3 separate regions of the Mus musculus genome follow, and all the other regions are linked to region 1. A link is a contact called in public Hi-C data. All regions are on one chromosome and are shown on one strand. Each heading gives the region's core, a stretch centred on a gene start, on an enhancer-like site or on the middle of the called end of the contact. The rest is flanking DNA. Distances are from core to core; before and after follow the strand shown. Region 1 overlaps Dnajc1 (DnaJ heat shock protein family (Hsp40) member C1). Region 2 overlaps Armc3 (armadillo repeat containing 3). Region 3 holds the start of 4930447M23Rik (RIKEN cDNA 4930447M23 gene).

What was found. A called contact is a pair of places that touch in the nucleus more often than the background predicts.
Region 2: a Hi-C map of cerebral cortex shows a contact between it and region 1, with 3 times the contacts expected there. The contact joins two enhancer-like sites. A contact is called at or near these places in 10 of 484 Hi-C or Micro-C datasets (CD4 T cells, the HPC-7 cell line, adipose-derived mesenchymal stem cells and 4 more) and 1 of 9 other capture datasets (embryonic stem cells).
Region 3: a contact with region 1 is called in a Hi-C map of nephron progenitors, with 2.5 times the contacts expected there. The contact joins the promoter of 4930447M23Rik here to the enhancer-like site in region 1. A contact is called at or near these places in 2 of 15 datasets of contacts at CTCF or cohesin (large pre-B cells and pro-B cells), 10 of 484 Hi-C or Micro-C datasets (B cells, the HL-1 cell line, the N1E-115 cell line and 5 more) and 1 of 9 other capture datasets (embryonic stem cells).

What each region holds. Positions count from the first base shown.
Region 1 is chr2:18,215,362-18,219,711 of GRCm38.p6, forward strand. Dnajc1 (DnaJ heat shock protein family (Hsp40) member C1) reads right to left here. Exons shown (of 12, transcript NM_007869.3): 11 at 4,090-4,350; 12 at 1-1,964. The coding sequence ends at 1,896. Among named protein-coding and RNA genes, the nearest start is that of Gm39761, 21 kb to the left of the region's middle. Within about 2 kb of position 2,735, at least 44 of the 459 cell types and tissues checked have an H3K27ac peak or open chromatin away from gene starts, as enhancers often do. A contact at or near this core is called in cerebral cortex, nephron progenitors and palatal mesenchyme, where this site is marked.
Region 2 is chr2:19,274,098-19,278,687 of GRCm38.p6, forward strand. The region is part of intron 10 of Armc3 (armadillo repeat containing 3); the gene reads left to right. Among named protein-coding and RNA genes, the nearest start is that of 4930447M23Rik, 68 kb to the right of the region's middle. Within about 2 kb of position 2,269, at least 147 of the 459 cell types and tissues checked have an H3K27ac peak or open chromatin away from gene starts, as enhancers often do. A contact at or near this core is called in cerebral cortex and nephron progenitors, where this site is marked.
Region 3 is chr2:19,342,203-19,346,828 of GRCm38.p6, forward strand. 4930447M23Rik (RIKEN cDNA 4930447M23 gene) reads left to right here and starts at 2,115. Exons shown (of 4, transcript NR_126563.1): 1 at 2,115-2,917.

The DNA.
Region 1 (4,350 bases), core at 1,485-3,984:
CTAAAGGTGACCTGATTCTCCCACGGTTTGAGTTCTGGGAGGACAGCCATGCAGCACCACACCCAGGTTTATAGGGTGCTGGGGATAGACTCTCAGGGCTTCATGAATGCTGGGAAGTACTCTACTAGTTGAGAGAGTTCCGTCCCAGAATGTGGGGCATTTACTTCTATTCCCATGAAAGAATGTGATCAAAAGAGGACTCATACTGATTTTCAGGATCAGAAAATGCTATGGGTGCAGTACTTGGGTGGACAGTGATGCGAGCAAGTTGGATGTGAGGAGAGGTTCAGGAAACGGATAACGAGCTGAAAAGTAAGTAGTAAGTGGGAGGCCATGTCTGACACCCTTAACGACAGTCCACAGGTACTTACGGGACAGGGCCTCTCTAGAAAACCACTCTTTAACAACATGCATAGTGGCTAAAAGCAGAAGCAGCTCTGCTGGAAGTTGGAGGCTGAAGCCAGAGTGCATCTTTGCCAGGCCTGTTCTTCAATGAGAGGAAGAAGACCATTGGCTTCCTAGGGACTTTGTGTGTGGTTATGCCCATGATAATAGGTCAAATTGCCACCACCTTCAGGAGGCCAGCTGGGTCTGCTTGACAGACTTGGACTCACATCTTGGAAAGGAGGGGTTGGGGAGGGAGTCATGGAACAGTTATGTGAGTAGCCAGGCAACCCCCACTATCCAGCTGTATGCAATTCTGTTCTAATTGCATGTGCTTTAGGGTCTCTGGAAGGTGTTAGACTCTGTAGGTAGGAAGGATTAGGGAAGCTGGCTCCCTCAATGAAGCCTTGGGAAGACACCATCCCTTCCGGCTGCAGACCTTCCAGTGTGGCTGCTTTAAGGTCACCTCTGCTCCAACCCATAAGCCCTCATCCACTGTAAGTAACCCTATATAAACTATATAAGGTTAGCCTGCATGGACTTTGGAGTTGTTGGTTTGTCTTTGAGACCTTAGGCGAAGGGGCAGACATTGAGTTTTGGCAACAGCTCATCACACTGAGAGGCCTTACCTGCTAACAGTAACATACTGGGTACTGAGGTGTCATTGTGTAGAACTGGGCATGACCACAAACAGCACACTGTAGCCAGTGGAGCACATCTCTTGCTTGGCAGCAGTTTGAAGTTTCCTTCTAAAGTTTCAAACAAGGGGCTGGACTGAAGTTCAATTTCCATCACCTACATACATGGTGACTTACAGCCATCCATACAACAGATCTATGGGATCCAATGTCGTCTTCTGGTACACAGACATACACAAAAGCAAAGCATTCTCTCCAAAACACAACAAAACTGAAGAACAAGCCCAAAGCGTTTTCAAGTTTCAAACAAAAGCAAGAAATTCTTTAAAAATTTTAGATCCATGTATTCATGTGCATGTGTCTATGTGGGCTCGGATGTGTGTGCTGTACCACAATATGAATGCAGAGGTCAGAGGACAGCTCCTGTGAACATGTGCTTGCTGGAGAGTGAGTGCAGACTGGCAGGCTTAGCAGTCAGCGGTTTTATCCACTGAACCACCTTCCAGGCTTAAATTTCTCATTTGACAATCAAACTTATTTGCTTTATCTCAAATTCCACCTGGTGCACCTGTTTTTCCCTCCTTCGCTGGCCAACAGAGGACCTCATATTTTTGGCACCACACTCTCCCCTGGAAACACAAGGAAGGCCTGTAAATGGCACCTTACAGCATCTATAATTGATTCATTCTTTCTTTCTTTTTTTCTTTCTTTCTCCCCCCCCTCTCTTTTTCTTTCTTTCTTTCTTCCTTTCTTTTTTTTACTAAGGCACATGATGTTTAGAAATACTGAGGTACAAAATATAAGTTTCTGCATGAGATTTCTCGAGTACTTGTTTGGAAAATGATGGTCATTGATCGTCACCTTCCAGAAGATTCAGCTTTTAGCCTGCTTTTTCTTTTGGACCAGTTCAACCAGCAGCTTGTATCTAGCAATGCAGTCTTCCTGTGGGAAATAAAGAAAGAGGTGGTGACAGTTCTTTCTTGGGTCAGTGCTCCTGGTGCTGTCAGCTCGCTGTGACCTCTCTGCGAGTTACTGCCCAGTCCTAATGAAGAAGCCTGTGTTCATTTCCTTTACAATCTTCTGGGAAAGCCTAGTTGGTCCCAGGCAGACCTGGTCAGAGAAGATCTGCTGCAGGAATAGCTGAGGGTTGCCTATGGAGTGCAGTGTGGCGTCCCCACTCAGCTTGCTAACCCTTCTACCATGGGAACTCCCTCTCATCACATCCCAGTCCAGAGAATCCAAGAAACCTGGGGCTACAATGCTCTCATGCTTTGCTCGTGCTTCTCCCTGGTGGCTGCTGGGACCTTCCTATGCAGCACAGAACTAGCATGGACGGTACCTCATGGAGTGGGAAAGGTGGAGAAGATGGAAGGAAGTGGCCGCTATTTTCAGGTGGGCATGATATATATTTTAGAATCTATTCTCTTCCTGTCTAGATGATACCAACCCTATGGTACTGTAAGCATGTTAGTTCAGGGTCCAGGGCAAATGACTGCTGTGCTAAACAGTGTCCTTAATCAGGTACCCGGGACAGGATGGGTGCATCAGTGTAGGATGAGCATCTTGTGGTGAGTGCCTCCCTACATTCCACCATCACCCACCCATGCCTTCAAAGTATTAGCACAGAAACAGCCATGGCCACTCAGCATTCAGCCCTCAACAGGACAGTGTGGGTAGTGCTGAAGGCTGAGCAGGCAGGAGGCAGTGTCTCCTGACAGAACCTGAGCTCCCTCCAAGGCAGCTGACACCAGATGGTCAGTGGGCATCCCTCCCGCGCCTGTGGGGTTAGGTTGCAGTCAAAGCTAAGGGATACTTGTGGGCCATGGAAGCCCTGCTCCTCTCTGGGGCAAACAAGAAGGTTCTGCTCCTCTCTGCTGCTTTAATTTTGAGCAAAATTCAATTTATTACACATGTAAATGGCTGAGTCTGACAGAAGTTAGAGAAACTCAGTGAAATAATTACTTTCGGCAAACCAGCTGTAGAGATTGGAAGAATTTGTGCTTAAAGAGATTAATTGCTAATGGCTTATTTTTCTCTCCAGAAACTCAGTTTCATCAACGTAAAGTAGGTAGACCTGTGCACTCAGGGATATGCATGGCCACAAGCTAGGCTTTCCAACATAGAATTTCAATTAAGGAATTCAATGTGCCCAGAGGCTGCTTTTGATTTCTGTGTGCTCCGGGTGCCTCACACTTGGAACACAGCCTTCAGGGAGCACTGGGGAGGACGGCTGGCCTGGAAACCTTACCCAGGAGCTCCAAGCCTCCCAGTACAAATCACAGTGGTGGGGAGGGCACATTGGGCTCTCAGCAGGTCACCTCTGCTGTGTTTGAGAATGGTGTCTTAGCAGCCGCTCATCTCTGGGTGGCCAAGTGCCACCAAAACCAAAGCATTGCCACACCGAGTTACGCTGACAGTGTAGGGGTTGGCCCTGCTCACCCTTTGGGTCACACTTGTCACAGAGCCAGGGGACCCTACCCCACCTTCTGTGGAGCAGGGACACTTCTTGGCAGCTCTGTTTCACTCATAAAGTACTTCCTGAGTAGGACAAACTTTCCAGTAGGCTGGCAGGCTGCAGTGGGAAGTTTTTGTTTCTTTAAAAATATGTACACATGTTTAAATACATACACACATTATATATCACATATATCTATAATAAAATATATTACATGTATGTATGTTTGTTTGTGTGTATACATGAATGCATGTTTACACGTGTGGCCAGACACATCCTGGGACAATTTGAGGGAGTTGGTTCTTTCTTTCCACCATGTGAATTGCAGAGATTGAGCCGTCAAGCAAGTTTGAAGGCCAGCACCCTTGCCCACTGACTGAGTTCTGTTTCATAGCTCTCATTTTCTTCGAGAAGAGCGAGCTATTCTGCATAATGGCTATTCTTAGCATCCTGACCTCATCTCTACCTTGGCAAGTGTGCAGATTCACGAGCTGAGGAGAGACGAAGACAACTGTGAAACACAAGGTCCTGTAGCCAGTGGGGCATGGAAGAAAGGGCTGTAAGCCGGGGAAGGAAGCATGGGTCCACCCACTCCCCTGCAGTGTTACATACCTTACTCTTAGACGGGACACATTTGGCTATTTTGTCCCAGCGGTCAGAAGCTCCTTTAGGGTATTGCTGTAATGCCAATTCCAGAAGTTTCTGCTGACTCTGAGTCCACGCCTCCTCTGCAGCACGAGTTCTTTCTTTTCGTTGTTTCTCTTCGTCACTGGAATCGTTTTGTTCTGATATATCAAAGTCTTTTTGCCTCTTTCCTCTCAGCTTCTCCTCTGGCTCCACTCTGGTTACAGCCTCAGCCGCCCTGGCTGACTT
Region 2 (4,590 bases), core at 1,019-3,518, 1.1 Mb after region 1:
GCCTTTGCTAAAATATCAATGAATTTTATCAAACTGAAACAAACAGAAAAATCATACAAATGTGCCTACCAGTGGCTGTATCTTCAAACAGGAAGTGACTAATAATGTCTGTGTCCACATAATTTGGAGCACAGAAGTCAACAGTGGCTTCCCTCTAGAAACCTTCCATCCTTACTTTTGGTCTTTTGTTTCTTGCAGAATAAAGGTTGAAGAATAAGGAACAACTAACAGGAATCAAAGTACTTATCTGAATGAGAGACAAGAACTGCTAGGGTCTCTTGTTAGAAATGAAAGGAAAAAGAAATTATTTTAAGTGGGTAAATAAAGTAGGAGGCAGTGAAGACAAGCCTGTCTGAAAGATGAAAATGAGATGAAGCAGTAAAATAGGCAGTCATGAATAGGTAGCCCCCTCGGCTAATTTCGGGCAGCGCTCCTTCCTTACTATGCTGGTAATATACTGGACAGTTCTCTGTGTATAATGCTTTTTGGAAAGGAGAAGCCATTTAATTTGTGAATGTAGGAAATATCTCCAGTTGAATTTCATGTTTTATTTACTGTGTACTTTTCTGCCCAATTAATCATTCCAAATTCTTAAATAATTTATACAAGTATGGAGCAAATGATTTGCGGTTGACATCCTTCTGAGTAGTCGATCCTACATGCAATGAGAGTATTTTAAACAGTTTATAACATCACTGCCATCTGTTGGATCTGACCAGAATTAGATTCAAAGTTGCCCCCAAAATGGAAAGAATTCAGTAATCCTTTGCACTAATAACTAAATTTACTCACTGAAAAACCAGACAAGATTTGAAGATGAATATAGATGCAGACCAGGCTTTTTTAAAAGGATCTCTTTTAAAGATACAATTTTAGTAAATACCAATGAATAAATATTGAAAACAACAACTATAATCATTTTATACTTACAAAAAAGTGGAAACTTGTAACTAAGGTTAAACTCTTCACAAACAACTGTGTTCAACTATATGGACCCTGATTCTTCATAGCCATCTTACCTTAGCTCCATGAAGATAGCTTTAAAGACCCTAGAGTTTTAAAGACCCCCTTCTCCCCATTTTCCTGTGGAATTTGCAGTTCTTTTGTATAGCTTCTCAACTCCCACAAAAGTAGCAACCCAAGAAAGTTCTGAATTGTAGCATATATAACTGGCCACTTAAAAATACATCGATTAATTGTTGGGCTACCTTAAGCCTTCGAAATAGCAGAGACAAGTCTCCAGGGACTTCTCTACTTTTGTGTGACCTGCGGCCAGGAGCACAAACACTGATGATGATTAAGGGGCTCTGTGCAGAGACAGAGAGCCTTACACGGATGTGCCTGAGTGCTTTGTTAACTTTTGACTCTCTTTGACTCTATATCTCTGTCAATATGAATGACTGACTGATCATTTAGTAGTATTGGTATTAAAATTTCTCTAGAAACAAAGAAAATTTCTCCCCTTTAAATAAAGCTGAAGGAAGACAGATACTATCACTTTAACGTCTACAAAATTTATTTGTTGATTATCATGTCTAAGAAAACCATATATAATATGTGGGGGAAAATTTAAATACATCCTCAGGATAGATTTTTATATACTATTGAAAGAGTATATAGCATGCCTTGAGAAAAACCAGGACTCAGGTCCTGTCACATAGCCAGGAATGGTCTGAGCTGAAGTGGGTATTATCTATGCCAGTGCAGAAAGTGTGTGTGTGTGTGTGTGTGTGTGTGTGTGTGTGTGTGTGTGTGTGTGTTCATGCTTTAAAAAAATCACCACCCGAATAAATAAAGCTGGGCGTGGGGCTGGTAACATAATATGCTGTGTTTATTTATTTTACCACTTCGTTGTATACCTTTTAACTTGTAGATGTGGGGCTGATGATCTGTAGAGTCGCCATATTTTCTTGTAGAATGCTGGCTGTAACAGAGTGAGTGATGACCACTTATTTTGAAGACAGGAACACAACAACACACATCTGTTAAAAGTGGCCAAACGCCAATTCTTCCCTTCTCCCCGTCATATCTTGCAGGAAGGGACGCCACACACCCTCCGAGATGGCTGCGGTTGTTTACTACAGTCCTTTAAGGAAAAATTACCACTCTGTCTAGACCCAGGGCTCCCTAGCACTCAGATTCACTTAGGATAAGTAATCTCGGGTCTCAAAACCCTTAAAGAAACATTGCACTGAGAAACGACCCACGAAAGACGCAAACTCAGCACATAGGCTTGATGTATGGGTCGGACCTAAAGCCTAAGCCACGCAGTTATTGTCTTTGTCGCGTCGGGTTTTTCTTAAGAAAATGGTTTTCTGAGCGATTTCCCTTCACCCACAGCGGCAAGAACCGCGTCTTCATACTGCCCCCTAGTGGCGCCTCAGGAGAGAGTTGGGGGAGGGGCAAAAATGGACCGAGCGCTCTGTGTTTTAATGAAACACACACTAATTTAATTTGAAACACTCTGGTGAGCCTAAAATAATATTTTTGGAACATTATTAAAAGATTGTGATCTGGAAAGCATTTTACTGTGATAGTATTCTACTGCTAAATACACGGTTAGCAGATGTTTGTGTCTGTCTTTGTCCCTTTTTGAGGTGCAGTCGTTTCAAAATGTTTTGACACCTCTTATTTTTTTTTCCTCCACCAGTGACTGAATATTTGCTTCGCTGTGTTATCACAGGGACAAACGCAGCACGTTTGAGCAATAGATGCATCCCATGGCAATAGAAAAGATTATTTAATTTTTGTTTAAATTCATTGTAAAATTTTAGAAGCTTGGAAGTCTCCCAATAAAAGTGAGAGGCAACATAACATTGCTGCCTTAGGAAGGCTGCTTTTGTTTAAAGGATCGTCATTTTAAAAAAACAAAAACAAAAAACTAAGGATAATAATTTCAAAGCGCTTGGGACTTTAAAAGTCCTTTGAGAGCCTTGGAGATTGGACAGTGGGTAATGGCCCTTGTCACTAAGCCTGAGTTCGAGTCTCAAGTCCTACCCACACAGTGGAAAGATCTGACTGTCAGAGGTTGCCCTCTGAGCTGCACACAGAAGCCGTGGTGCGCACACACATTTGCAATGGACAAAGTGATAAAAGTGCTTTGTATTACAATGACAAAAGAAAAGAGTCCTCATTGTATCCTTATGAGGATACCTCATTCCTTCCATCCAAATTTACTGAGTGGCCGTTTGTTATATCCACCCATAGTGCCTCTCTTCCTGTTTGCGTAGAAGAATCGTGTCCTGTCTTTGCTTTTATTGGGCTGGGGGTGGGGTGGGGTGAGGTGGGGTGGAGTGGGAGTCATACTGAAGTTAAAAAGCACTCAGAATGAAAACCTGAGTTTTCAATAAAACCACCTGATTCCCCATCCCTACTCTGTGTCAGCTGATGCTTGCCAGACCTCGACAAACACTTTGAATTTGATTAACTACCAGTTTTCTGAGGCTCGGTGAATCTCATAAAATGTTCAATTAGAAAATTATCTGTGCTGCCTTTATTACCTACAGAGCGGGGCTGATATTTGCATAACATTTTAAAGTTGCTAGTACTGTCTGCTTCCCGGCATTACTGATTTTCACAGGAAATTATCAAACCGATTGGATATCCTCACATTATTTCTCTTTTAATTTGAAGCCTGTTTAAACCTATACATTACTTTGTATCCACCCTTGACTTTTCATATTATTATTAATCATCCCCTACATCTTTTTCCTTCACTTGGGAATAGGCCCTTATTGCTCATTATTTGTAGCTACACGGAAAGGCTCAGATCCGATCTCTGAAGAAGCTGCCTCCACTCTGACCCTGCAAGTTTATATCAGCTGTTTGGCTGGAAGGTGGTCTGAAAAGGATGATTTCCCACACACATACGAATGGCGGAATACGGTCATATTTCCCCGTGGTAGATTCTGCCGTTGCTGGTAGCTGGCAGTTATGGGTAAACACTTAGCTAAGTACCCCAGTAGAGTGTAGCTTCAGATCCTACAGCAGTCTTCCGTGTGGAGAAATGTCCTTGTCATTGTTGTGTGCATTTGTTCCTTTACACGTGAGCAAGTAGATGCATGTTACTTCCCCAGGTTACCAGAGGTAGGCAGGACACTGAGGCACCTTGGGACAACAGCCCGTCCTATGTCCCTGTATCTCTGTGCAGCCCGTATCAGAGATACTAAGAGTATCTCTGAGAGTTAGTTACTTCTCTCCACCCTGGCCACTCACCCTCCCACTTACCAGTTGCTCAGCAAGTGCGGGAGGCTCTTGCTCTCTCCAAAGAAGTTAATCTGTGTCTTTAATCCCAGACTCCTCTCTCTCTCTCTCTCTCTCTCTCTCTCTCTCTCTCTCTCTCTCTCTCATCTCTCCTTTCCTCCAATCTTCTCAGCCTCTCCTCATTTTTCATTTCTTGAACAACAAAAAAGCAAGCGGAAAAAAAAAAAAAAAAGCAAGCTAAGCAAACAGACTCTATGTTTGCTCTCCTTGGAAGGTAGAGATGGGCTCTGAAAACATTGTCCTCTGAAAACATTGGAATGCTTAAAACAAAGACCTCAGGGCATGAGGGGGTGTGGCTGTGATCCCAGCCCCTGGGAGACAGGATCA
Region 3 (4,626 bases), core at 865-3,364, 1.1 Mb after region 1:
TGCTCCATTCTCTCCTGATAGAAAACAGTGGTTCCCAGTAAGCGGTGGGATTTTAAAATGGCTTCCGTGACTGTCTTTCTTTTGTGATCTTCTGTGTGTTCTATAGGAAATAATAGTTCTTTATATTTAGTAGAAAATTGAACATTTTTCTGAGTACTTTTACTACTTCTTTTGGAAATATATTTTCGTGAGAATATTTATATTGTTCATACATGTGATAGGTTTATTATTATCATCTTGAATGATTAGTAATTATCTGTGAGCTGTAGAGCAGTCTAGAGCACTTACCTAGAATGCAAAGAGCCTTGGGTTTGATTCTTAGCACTGCCAATTTGTTGTTGTTGTTGAGACAGTGTCTTTTATTAAACTTAGGTCTTGTCCATTTGGCTAGGCTGGCTAGCCATTAAGCTCCAGTTGCCCATCTGCCTCTGCCTTCCTAGGCCCTAGTCTGGGATTAAGGCTGTACATGGCTGCATTCTAGATTTGTGAAGATGCTGTGAACCTGAAGGATCTGAACCCAGGTCCTTGTGCTTGCATGGAAGGCACTTTATTGACTGAGCCTCCTCCCCCGGCCTGACAATCTTTTAATGTAAAGTTTCAATATTGGGACTTCCCTGTTTTAATTTTATAATATAGGAAATAAAGACAGATAAAAGCTACAGAGGCAACCCGAGGCAATTTCTCAGGTAAAAATCTTCACTTAGTAGGTAAATGGTCAGAACAGGCATTAGGACCTCCATTTGCATCTCTATAAGTCCTGTAAAAAGTTGGGTGTGCAGAGTATCTGCCTGAATGCTAGGGCAAGGAGACAAGAGTCCCTGGAACTTTCTTGGTCAGTTGGTCAAGCCAATCTATATGCACTAGGTTCAGTGAGAGACCATGTTTCAAACTACAAGGTGAAGAGTGAGGGACAAAGATACTGATGTAGGTCTCTGTACACACACACACCACCAGCCCATTCACCTGCTCACCCATCTGCTCACCCACATACATACACACACACTTATGGGACACACTTTGCTGTCACACTTTGCTGTCAAGTAGAAAACATAGCCTTCATCTCAAAGAGAAGAGATAGTTTATTTTGGAGACAAATATGAGTAACCATGGCCTGGGAACACCGATTTAGGTTACTTTAGATTCCATGTTGCAATATGACAGCAGATTCATGAAGTTTTTTTATAGTAACACAACAAAAGAAAGTCATAACTCAAGACATTTTTCATGAATTAGGTACTTACCGAAAAGTGGGACATTTCTGCTATAGGCTTCAAATGCTATAGGTTTCAAATGGTATCTGCTGAGCCTCATGGCTTCTGAATCAGTGGAAGCCAGAGACCTGATAGCACATTCTAAAATGATTTACCTAATAGTTACAGGATGTTTTCAGAACAGGCAAAAAAATTGACTATTTAGGGCACCAAAGTAGTCCAAGATAATTTGCCTCAGGGCTTAAAACACTCCAATCACAGTAGTCTGTTGTAACTAATTAATCATTTCTGTAAAAAAGGTCAATGGAGATTGTAGGTTTTTTTCTGAGAAACTTGGTTAAAACACACACACACTATACAGGGGTCCTAATGTCAAGATATTTAAGAACTCCATTCATGGATGACAAAGAGGTATTTGGAAATAGATTCTTAAATTTGGGCTCACTGGACAGACATGAATTTTAGTCAAGCTACAGGCTCTGCAGTTGCAAGATCTGGGCTCAGAAGTCAGCCTTTGCTGCTTGCGAAGTGTCTTTGGGTGAGTCACTTCACCTCTGTGACAGAGATAATTCCAGTTCCTTCCCCATGCCACTTGAATGTTAGAGGTTACATCTCTACCCCAAATACAGGAAGAGCTTGCAAAATATTACCCATTCTTGTTGGACTGACATATTTTTAAATGGAAAACAAAAACCAACCACTTACTTCCTTTTCCATTATCTCAAAGTTTTACATAATCAGTAATAAAATGTGATCGTGAAGCAGCTGGGAGTCATTACTACCAGGCCCACCTTCTCTTGCCTCATGGCCTGCTGACGTCAAAATGAGGCCTTGTTTGCCAGGAGGATGGATGTTCATGGTCAAGGCAAGTTGTGACTTTAAAGTGACAACAAAGAAAGGGTAAGTTTGCAGGCTGGCAAACAGGCTGGGAAAGCCCTTGAGAGACTCAGACAGCTCACGCCATACTTCAGACTTCATAGACCTGGGAGACATCCAGCTTTCTCCCCCAGAGAAGCCGCAGCCTGGTCCCTTCCCCTGCCACACCATCTGGTCCACAGAAACACCAGACTTCCGTGTCTCTCGGCCCTATAAAAAGCGACATTCCTTTTCCTGTCTCCTCTCCACCCGTCCCTCCCACCCACCCGGCTCTCCTCTCTCCTTGCCTTTGGTCTTCCTGTCTTATCCCTTCTCTCCTGCCAATCACTCCCTTTCTTCTCAACACTCCTCCTACATCTCCCCTCTGTGCACTTGCAGTGCTATTCTTTATCTAACCATGAAAACATCCTCGAAGGGCTTCTAGAACATTCGTATGTCTGGAGGAGTTAGAGTCCTCCAGCGCTGGGGTTGGCAATTCTGCCTCCTTAGCGTCCAGGATAGACGAAGCATTTATTCCGAGGCTTTGTGCGCCCTCTTGTGGTTTCTCCGTCATGCCAACTCCCGCAGACAATGGCTGCTTTGTCCAGAAGAGATGATGATTTAGATGACAACCTGGCTTAAACCTCAGAAACCTTCAATCTCTCCTTCTTCAAACAGTTTTTATTAGAAGGATGGCTGTGAAAAATGAAGCCCTTATGCACAAAGCCACCGCGTTTCACTGCGATGTTCACCTGGCCTATGAAGATCTCCGGACACAAAACCAGGCAACAAAATCAGGATGCAACAAGATGGAGGGGCAAAGCACAGAAGCGGAGTGGGCCCTGCCGTAGGTGAGGGTTGCCATCCTCTTACACCTGCCGCTTCATGCTTGAGCTCAGGTTAGAACACTTGTGAGATGATTTCTCTATTCTAAATCTGACAGTAATCCCTCGCGGGGGGGGGGGGCGGGGGGGGGAAGATGCACCTGGCCAGACTGCTAGGCTGGCTCAGAAGGTCCCAGAATGACTATAGGCAGTTTTTGGCTCCTATGATTGCTGGACATCTCTCCCCATCCCTTTCTCCTCCCCTTCTCCCTCCCCTCTCTCTCCCTTTCCTTTCCTCCCTCTCCTCCTCTTCCTCTTCGTCCTGCTCCCCACTCATCTCTCCCTCTTTTTCTGATCTTCTTCAACAGGATCCCACTATACAGCCCAGGCTGGCCTCAAACTCACAATCCTGCCACCCCCTTCGATTAGTGAGAATGCAAGCCTGTGCCACAGTGGCCTGTCTGTTCCAGCTGAGACCTGTTCTGTACAGTCAGCTCAGAGTGCAAACACACGCTTTAACTCATGACTTCCAAAGTCAGGTTGCCATGACCTAGAACTCTGGAAAACAGCATCATGACATCACAAAAACGAGTGCTGGCTGGGGGAAAGCAGTATGTCCTGGTATCAAGAGCTTACGCAGTCCTGCAAGGGCAGGTTATACAGATGGGAGCATTGCATGAGCTAGTGGAACACCTCCATCCATAACTGCCTGCTTGTGAGAGACCGGGGGGAGGGGGGGGGGAGATCCCACCTGGGTTTCAGGCTCAACATCAGGGTAAGGCAGGAATAGTAGTTTCACAAGTACAGGATTGAGGGTCAGAATGCCAGGTCATAAAGATATGACTACTTTGTTCTGGCAGGTTCATGTAGGCAGTAGGTATGCCTTGGTCTTCTTTGATCCATACTGATTCTTAAATTGCTCAAATCTGAGGACCTTAGGTTTCCCAGTGACAGCAGAAGGACTAAAGGGAACTTTGGCATGTCCCCAGAAAGGGCACTTTTCCATGTCTGTCCAGAAAGAAATGGAGCCAATGTGGAGAAGTCAGTGGAGACTGCTCCAGGCATGGGGTAGGGCCAGATCAAGTGATCAGGGGCTGCAGCATCCGGGGATCAAAAGTTTTCTTGGAAATTGTGTGACTTACTAACAGAAGAGAGTACGAGGCCAGAGAGAAGCCTAGCAGGCTGGGTAAAGAAAAGGTTGTCATTGAGGCAAGAGCCCTGAAAGACCAATCAAGGGTGTGACACCAACATTTAGTTTGTAATTGCACATCTGGCTTCAAGACTCCTGTCACAGTTTTATAGGGATCACTGGGAAACACGGACATGAGCATGCACTGAAAACAGAGCTGGGGGAGGGTGGGGCACAGGGTGTCCAGGGTCTGGCAGAGCACATGGAAGCAAACGGTAGGCTGGATGTCTGAGCACTGAGATGCTAATATCTGGAGCATCAAACCTGGGGTTAAGAAGCAAGGTGACCTACAATGTCTGCTTGTTTGTCTCTGATGTGCCTTACCATTATGGTGGCAATGAGTCTTGGAGAGAGCCCTGACTGGGCATCTCTCTGGGAAATTGGCCACCAACTGCCCAGTTTATTAATTATATAATTGTAATTCATCAAACAATTGCTGAGATCATTTACTAAGGCCAATGGGGTATGTTTTCCCCAGAACAGCAAGCTACCGAAAGAGAATAGAGACCCTTCCAAGTATGTACTTGTGTGGCAGAGCATTGCTTAG